2 separate regions of the Mus musculus genome follow, and region 2 is linked to region 1. The links are chromatin contacts, called in public Hi-C maps. All regions are on one chromosome and are shown on one strand. Each heading gives the region's core, a stretch centred on a gene start, on an enhancer-like site or on the middle of the called end of the contact. The rest is flanking DNA. Distances are from core to core; before and after follow the strand shown. Region 1 overlaps Shisa6 (shisa family member 6). Region 2 has its middle 7.4 kb from the start of Tmem220.

The links. A called contact is a pair of places that touch in the nucleus more often than the background predicts.
Region 2: a contact with region 1 is called in a Hi-C map of adipose-derived mesenchymal stem cells, with 2.5 times the contacts expected there. The contact joins two enhancer-like sites. A contact is called at or near these places in 1 of 484 Hi-C or Micro-C datasets (adipose-derived mesenchymal stem cells) and 1 of 115 datasets of contacts at active chromatin or transcription factors (pancreatic cancer cells).

What each region holds. Positions count from the first base shown.
Region 1 is chr11:66,364,842-66,368,942 of GRCm38.p6, reverse strand. The region is part of intron 2 of Shisa6 (shisa family member 6); the gene reads left to right. Among named protein-coding and RNA genes, the nearest start is that of Gm45945, 93 kb to the right of the region's middle. Within about 2 kb of position 1,417, at least 19 of the 459 cell types and tissues checked have an H3K27ac peak or open chromatin away from gene starts, as enhancers often do. A contact at or near this core is called in adipose-derived mesenchymal stem cells, where this site is marked.
Region 2 is chr11:67,015,635-67,019,966 of GRCm38.p6, reverse strand. No RefSeq gene overlaps it. Among named protein-coding and RNA genes, the nearest start is that of Tmem220, 7.4 kb to the left of the region's middle. Within about 2 kb of position 2,001, at least 77 of the 459 cell types and tissues checked have an H3K27ac peak or open chromatin away from gene starts, as enhancers often do. A contact at or near this core is called in adipose-derived mesenchymal stem cells, where this site is marked.

The DNA.
Region 1 (4,101 bases), core at 168-2,667:
GCCTTTGAGAAATTTGATAATATCTAGCATGTAAGAAGAAAGTTCTGTGCAGGAGATCCCAAAAAGAACACAGGGTGTTAAAGAAAGGAAACCTGGCCGCTACCTGAAGTATCCCAAGTGGCCTTCTGTAGGACACCAGAGCTGAGATGGTCACTGTAGGACAGAAAGGGGGCTAGCTAAGGGTTGGATGGAACATACATTTCTGGCACATGAGCACCCACAGAGCTATGGATGTGGAGATGGCAGTGAGTTGAGAGTTTAGGACATTATTAGGGGCAGAGCAGGAAAGTGGCCAGAGCAGAGAACACCTGCAGGGAGAGCACAGGAATCGGAGCTAGAAAGATAGGCTGAAAGCCAAGTCCCAAATCATTCCAGGCACAAAGTTTAGGTTGAGTTAAGAAATTTCCTGGGTGTTTGGAAGAACAGAGATGGGGTGATGGGGGAGGGTGCTGAGTAGACATTTAAGGAACTGAAATTTACTGGGAGTTTGGAAGAATAGAGATGGGGCGATGGGGGAGGGTGCTGAGTGGACATTAAGGAACTGTTGGATGGGACTAGGAATTCTCCTGTGCGGTTGCATGGCAAAGTGACTCTGGGTAACAGTATTGTGCTTCCATCTTGAATGAACTGAAGGAAGGGTATTTGAATATTTAAAGGTACAAATATGATAACCACATTGTGACCATTGTACCTCATAAACATATTTGTGTGTTTTCATGTATCAATTAAGAACTTACTTAATATAAAATATTCTAGATACCACTTCCCTGTCATCCCTCTTCCTTTTTACTCTTAAACCAAATTATAAAGCAACACAATCACTCCAAAGGGGCCTCTATTGTCAGGTAACTCCTCCCTGAGCAGATGTGGACATAGCAGTGACATGCAACTCCCTTGGTCTCTTCCTAGGAAGTGCTCTCTTTTGCATGAATCTATCCTGCAGCAGCTCAGGCAGCAGAATGCTAGAAGGAGCTGAATAAGCGCATGGACCTGTGGTCCATAGAGACTAACTACAGCCTCTGTTAAAAAATGTTTCATCATGCCAGGTTTCAGTTTCCTCTAACTAATTAGAGATTCATGAGACCGTGGTCCTTTGATATTCTGGGATCCTTTATATACTACTGAACATAAAGATGCTGCATCAAATGAAACAGGGAGCTTTACCTCGGAGGCGACCTGAGAGGCAGAACACGGAGTAGTCAGCGTGACTTGTTTGCCAGCTCTGAAAAGTAGTGATGAGAAGCCCTTATCCTTGCAAGCACGATGACAGATAAGGGTGGTGCCCCCAGGGTTCACAGCAGGAGTTCATCCTTAAGCCCTGAAGGTCCTTCTGCCAACTGCTCTTAAACATGCAGCCTGGCTTCACAGGGCCCTGAGCTTATGAAGTATTCAGTCCTGGATCGGATGAATGTTAGCGCTTGTGTTCTCCATTGCTTCCCAGTGAATCATTTGTTCTCTTGCCCTGGGGGAGTAATTCTGGGGAAGCATAATGCTTTTCTGGTTTTTCACTAAGAGCAATTGAACGCAGATGCCTGGAATCCATTCAGTGTTAAAGTGCAGGGCCACCACACAGGAGCCAGCTATGCACAGACTGGGGGAGGAGGGCAGATCTCGCAGAGGCTTGTGTGCCTGCTGATGAAGAGAAGGGTCCCAGTGTGAGCAAAGAACATGAAGCCAAACGTGAGACACTGGTCCAGAAATAGGTGGAGCTTTAGACTGTCTGGCTTTAAGGAAAAAGGCCCTAGAGCTAAGGCCCCTTTGACCAGCTGCCATCATCTGGTCTTACTCAAGGCTGCCAAAGACCCTTAGCCAGTATTACAGTTTGCACTTCTCTTGCTTCCTGTCCAGATAATCTGCAAAATCTCTTGAAGCATTCTTTAAAGCACTCTCCCAAATTCTACGCTGTTCTATGCAACCAGAATGATCTTACTCTACCCCAATTTAATGCGACTTTACCTGCCTCACCTACTTAGCCAGAAACTCACATCTGTTGTGAATGTTGATTTTTATGGACTCTCAAAGGCTCTTTATTGGAAGCTTGGAACAGCATACATCCATCATAAAAGTACTGACTGAGTTAAAATCCCTTAAATATCAATATATACACTCTCCTCCTCTCTATCCATGTTCATTGGTTGGCATGACCCAAAAACAAAACGTCAAGGCCCTGCACTGTCTAGCTTGCTGTTCAAGGTTCCTTATTGGTACACCCACTCAGGCAAACTCTGACTTTTTTTATGAGCATCCTTTCCCGGGGATGTAATAGCCTTACTGGACTGGCAGACCAGTACACAGAACTCTACTTGAATTTTCTTTTCTTACTCCTTTTGTCCTAACTCATTCTGCACTGCTAAGTAATTTATCAGAGGTTTATTTTGCTCACATTTTTGAGGGTAGGAAATCCGAAATTGAGAGAGATCATCAGCAAGTAAATTCTTGCACTAAAGACACCACCATCACAATGAACACATTAATCCTCTCTTGAGGATAGAACCTTGATAACTGCACATATAAATTTAACTCGCAACATTTCTATCCTCAATGGCTGCAGTGGTCCCTCTTGTTTGGAGTCAGAGGGATGGTGCAATGGTTAAAAGCATTTGCTGCTCTTCAGCTAGAACTGGGTGTGATTCCCAGAATGCATATGGTGGCTTACAACCATCCTTAACTCCAGTTCCAAAGGCTCTAACACCCACTTCTGGCTTCTCTGGGCACCAGGCATACACACTGTGTACATACAATACATGCATGCAGAAAAACACTCACATATACTAAAAAGATAGCAAAAATGAGAAGAAAAAAAAAAAACAAAACAAAAACCAAAACACCCTGCCATTGTTTATATAGCCAGTACCAGGCTTTTTATGTTGCTATTTAGAAATAGTTTCCAACATACATGAAAATAATAAAAATAGTTCAAATAATTTTATATTCCTCAGTTTTCCAAATTTTAACATTTGCTCACTTTTGCTTCATCATTCTCTTGCCTTTTCTATCTCTGTCTCCTTATGTGCACTCATGCAAACATATACATAGATGCATTACATATGGTTTTCTAAGCATATGTGAAATTTTCCTGCATTATCAAAAATAAATTGCAGGTATAATGGCCACTTAGTCTCAAATACTCAAGTGAATATCCCATAAAATTAACTCTTCCTTTCATAACCACACTGTAATTATCAGAGTCAGAAAATTGGCACTGATAGGCAGCTGTATCAAGCTAGTTTTTACACAAATATGTCACTGCTGTTCCTGAACCAAGCTCACAAGTTATTAGGTTTATTTCAAAATATCTGACTGCATTTGTTGCTATTTGTAAATTGGGTTCATGCACTGTTTATGCTCTGTAACCGATTGCATTTGTGTGGATGAAGATTATTGATTCTGTTCGCTGTACATTCTGACTCTCTGGTGATTTCTTTCATTGCGAGGGCTACTTTTATCATTGACATTCTTGGTAGTGTATCATATCATATGCACACCGAGACAACTTCTCTACTTTATACCTAATTAATCTCACTTGTCTGCTGGCATAAGCTTAATGTCACCAACTGCGTGTCGGGTGATAACAGTGCAGAGGGGCACTTCTGCTCTGTGTCTAGTCCAGGGGCAGTACCCCTAGACTATTCCTAAATCACTCTCCTTAGGAATAAGACAGCTAGGTAGAAAAGTGCATAGTTAGAGAGAACAGGCAGATAGGTAAGCAAATATACAGTTGTGGAGAGACATAAATTTTCATTAAAGAAGTGTTCCTTCACTCCTATTTTATGGGACTTGTAAAAATATCTATCCAGATTTATTTCTCTGTTTTATGTACTTGAGTGCACTGTCACTGTCTTCAGACACAGCAGAAGGGGGTATAGGACCCCATTACAGATTATTGTGAGCCATCATGTGGTTGCTGGGAATTGAACTTAGGACCTCTGGAAGAGTAATCAGTGCTCTTAGCCACCGAGCCATCTCTCCAACCCTGAGCAGTGAATTCTTTTGAAAGCTTTATATGTACACTTCCTTTCTTAGTTCTATCAACATTGTATATACAGCAGTTGGTTTACTAACACTGTCTTCATCCATGACTATATGTGTGTGTGTGTGTGT
Region 2 (4,332 bases), core at 752-3,251, 650 kb before region 1:
CGAGAGCTAACATGTACACGTGGAAGTCAGAGGGCAGCTTGCCAGAGTCAGCTCTATCCTTCCACCCTGCAAGCCTTAGGGATTAAACTTGGATCCCGTCAGGCTTGACAGCCCACACCTTTACTCACTGGGGCATCTTGCTGTCTTCTCCTTTCTGTCTCACAGGTTTAGATTGATCCAAAGTTTCTGATTCTCGAGTTGATTGCATCTTTCTTTCTTTCTTTCTTTCTCTCTTTCTTTCTTTCTTTCTTTCTTTCTTTCTTTCTTTCTTTCTTTCTTTCTTTCTTTCTTTTAAAAGATTTATTTATTTATTATATGTAAGTGCACTGTAGCTGTCCTCAGATACTCCAGAAGAGGGCATCAGATTTCGTTACGGATGGTTGTGAGCCACCATGTGGTTGCTGGGATTTGAACTCAGGACCTTCAGAAGAGCAGTCAGTGCTCTTAACCACTGAGCCATCTTGCCAGCCCCTGATTGCATTTTTCAATGAAATTTTTTTTCTATGTAAGGTCATGTGCACAGACTTCTAGGGTTGGGGTGTAGACGTGTCTTTGGGGTGCTATCGTTCAGCAGGTTAACTGTAGAAACTTATCAATGTCTTCCCTCCTGTCCCTTCCCTGGGAAGCAACCTGTGACTCTCACAGACCTTTCTGCACAGCATCGTCCCTTCTTACTGCTACTCCTTGAAAAGGAGGCTGCCCCTGCGCTCTCCCAGGCCTCCTGGCTGGTTTCCCCAGCATCTGTCTTATTGTGGACTGAGCTGAGCTACCCTCCTTGTCCTTATGCTGACTATATGGAGAAAGGGCTTTTATGGAGATAGTTAAGTGACGTCACTAGGGTGGGATCCTCACCTGATAGGACTGGCATTCTTTATTTTTTTATTATTGGATATTTTATGTATTTATATTTCAAATGCTATCCCCTTTCCCAGTTCCCCTCAGGAAACCCCCTCCCCTTCCCCTCCCCCTGCTTCTGTGAGGGTGCTTGCCCACCCATCCACCTATTCCCACCTTACCACTCTGGCATTCCCTTACACTGGGGCATCAAACCATTCACAGTACCAAGGGCCTCTCCATCCACTGATGCCAGACAATGCCATCCTCTGCAGCTGGAGCCATGGGTCCCCTTCATGTGAATTCTTTGGTTGGTGATTTAGTCCCTGGGAGCTCTGAGGGGGGGGGGGGCGGTCTGGTTAGTGGATATTGTTGTTCTTCCTATGGGGTTGCAAACCCCTTCATCTCCTTCAAGGACTGGTGTTCTTATAGGAAGAGGATTCAATATACATCTCTAAACATCCTTCTCCCCTTCTGGGAGAGCCCAGGGGAAGCCACGGGAGGAGCTGTGAGCAGGAGGCCAGGAAAGAAGCAACCCTGATGGCATTGTGAACTCACAGCACGGCACTAACCTGTTGTTTAAACTGCCCACCCCTCGCAGTGCTGTACCTGTGAGGGTAGCCAAGCCAAGATCTAGGTTCTGAGCTTGCTCCCACTCACTTTGCAACTGGTGACCTCTGCAAGACACAACTCTCAAACTTCTACCTAAAACCATCCCTCCCTCCTTCCCTGTCTCCATCCTGTGCTATGCCCCTCCTCCACTCCTGCCTCGCCCTCCCACCTCCCCGCCCCCTTCTTCAGATTGATGCAGGGCACTGCTCTCCGGAGCACCAGAAACTTAAAGATTGTACAGACCAGACAACCTCACCTAATCTTCAAATAGGAACTCCAGGGTCAAAGACCAATAGTTTGAACAGTCAGTAAAATCCGACAAAGCTGGGTCCAGCAGTCTGAACTTCCTCCCCGTAGGGCTTCCTTCCCCACATCTTCATATCAGTTATGTCCCCTGTAACCCTTTGGTTACACAGCCTTCTATTATGCAAATCTCGCTCCTGCAGATCTGGGTTCCACCCGCTCCTTCTCCTTCGCCTATTTTACTCTCCCTCCTGTTTGCACTCGGTCTCCTGGGGCAACCCTGCCACACCCTCCGCAGCTGCCTTTAGCTCTGGTAGTATGGTCACACTGGCAATTAAACAATGAGTTGCTTGGTGTCTGTGTGACTCACCAGACTACAAGCCCCATGAGGAGAATATCTGCATCTGTTTTCTTTCTTTCTTCCAGTTGCTTCCCCAGGCCCAGCACAGTTAGCACACAGCTGGGGCTAAGCCACTATGACAGGAAAGAGCCACAGACTTAAGGAACCGTCCAGATGAACACCTACCATCCGTTAGATCTTTTTACAGTGTATATGAGTTCAAAGGATTCTTGACACTCACCAAAACAGTTACCTAGAAAAAAAATACCTTTTTGTTTTATGACAAAGAACAGAAGGTTAGATATATGTCACCAGGACCAGAGCAAAATTCTGGAACAAACCAACAGACATCCTATTACAGACAGCAGTGACCCAGGCCTGCCTCATGCCCCACTTGCAGCTACTGAACAGCAAGCAGCCTTTAGATGTTTCATTCCCAGTTGGTGGATGTGCTAGCTTTAGTCATTAATATTTTTATTTGCATTTGTATGTGCATGTATGTGGGGGTGTGTGCATGCACACATGGAGGTCAGAGGATAAACTTGTGAGTGTCAGTTCTCTGTGTCTACCGTGTGGGTCCTAGGATTGAACTTGGGTCCTCAGACTTGGAGGCAAGTGTTTTCATCTGCTGATCCATCTTGCTGGCCTCCTGCTAGCTTTAGATGATGAAAGAATTCTTAACAGGATTATTTTTTCAATCCAGGTATCAGTCCTGATCATGTGCGTGTTTGGGAATGCCACAGCACGCCTGTCAGAGGTCATAGGACACTTCTCAGGGGTTGGTTCTCTCCTTCCATAGGGAGCTCTGAGGAGCACCCTTGGGTGTCTGCTTTGTGCGGCAAGTGCTTGTTCCATCTGAGCTGTCTCTTAGACCCCCCACATCACCCCTAAGAGGAAACTTGCTAATGAATAATACTTTTCTTTATTAAATAATTGTTGCAGTCAAGAGGAGAACGGTCTTTCTGTGACTCAGTCACACAGTGGATCACTGATAGAAACATAAGGGAAGGAACGCCTCAGCATCCTGGATAGGCAGCCATGCTCAGAGAGAGGAGAGAAGGAAGGTTATTTATGAGAAAGTCGTCACCAGGTAAGGCCATTTCTGGTGAAGCACATCCCGTCGGCCATTCCCCTGGGATGGGTGGGGATGGACTAGGAGAGGTCAGGAGAGAGTGTGTGGCCAGTGACCACAGTGCTCTGTATCTTGAGGGAGAGGTTGTTATCCGTGTGCCTGTACTCGTCAACACTGTAGCGTTTGTACACGTCAGAGTTGCTAATGTCTCTGTTTGCAAACTGTGTCACCAAAAATAAACCCGTGAGCAAATACTGGATTGGGGCTGTGCTGAAGTGTTTTGGGTGATCTGTACAGTGGCTTAAACATATGATAGGTTGATGCTGGTAGGTGGAAGGATGGGTGGACAGCGGTGTAACAAAGGAGGCAGAGTAACTTGTCCCTATAAACTAGAGGTGGTGGACCGATAGTGGTTCCCTGCCCAGTGCTTGTGTTTGTACAGCTTCATAATAAAATGTTGAAAAAAAAAAAACAAACAAAAACCAAACAAACTGAAATGCAGCAAGCTAAAAAAGAAAAAAGAAAGAAAAGAAGTGTTCTAAAGTAGTTTAAATTCACTGTAACCAGTAAGACCACACAGAGACGTATGGGTAGAAAACCACTAATCTCTTTCAGTTGTTTATTTTGTTTTAGTTATTGGTGGTTCAGGGTTTGCCTATGTAGCCCAGGCTAGCCTCAAGCTTGCCCCGTATCTTGGGGATTCTGCCTCATCTTTCAAGCACTGGGAATTCAGGCCTACATCACTATATCTGTCCACTAGCTCTTCACATTACAGTGCCTCCCCCTATCCATAGCAGACATGTCCCAAGTCCTTCAGCAGATGCTGGAAGCCATGAATAGTACCAAACCCTATCTTGGACACTACACCTTCCCTCTGCATATACACCTATGATGGAGTTTAGGATATAAATTAGGTATAGAGAATAACAACTAAGAATAAAATATAGCATGCACAACAATATTATATTTGTGTTTTATTAAAAAAATAAGAAGGAAGGAATATGTTTGAGGGAGGCACGGTATGGTGTAGGGGAAGGGGTGTCCCTTTGGGCCCATGCTGAGGCATCCCTTTTCCCTGCGGTACCAGCCACACATGATGGTATAGTATAGATTAGAGTTTACATAGAGAGGAGTAGAGGCTGGCCATGATCATGTGTAGAGGGGGTGCGGAGAGGAATGGGGAGAGAGAGAAGAGGGTAAGGGGCAAGAGCGAGAAGAGAAGAGAAGAGAA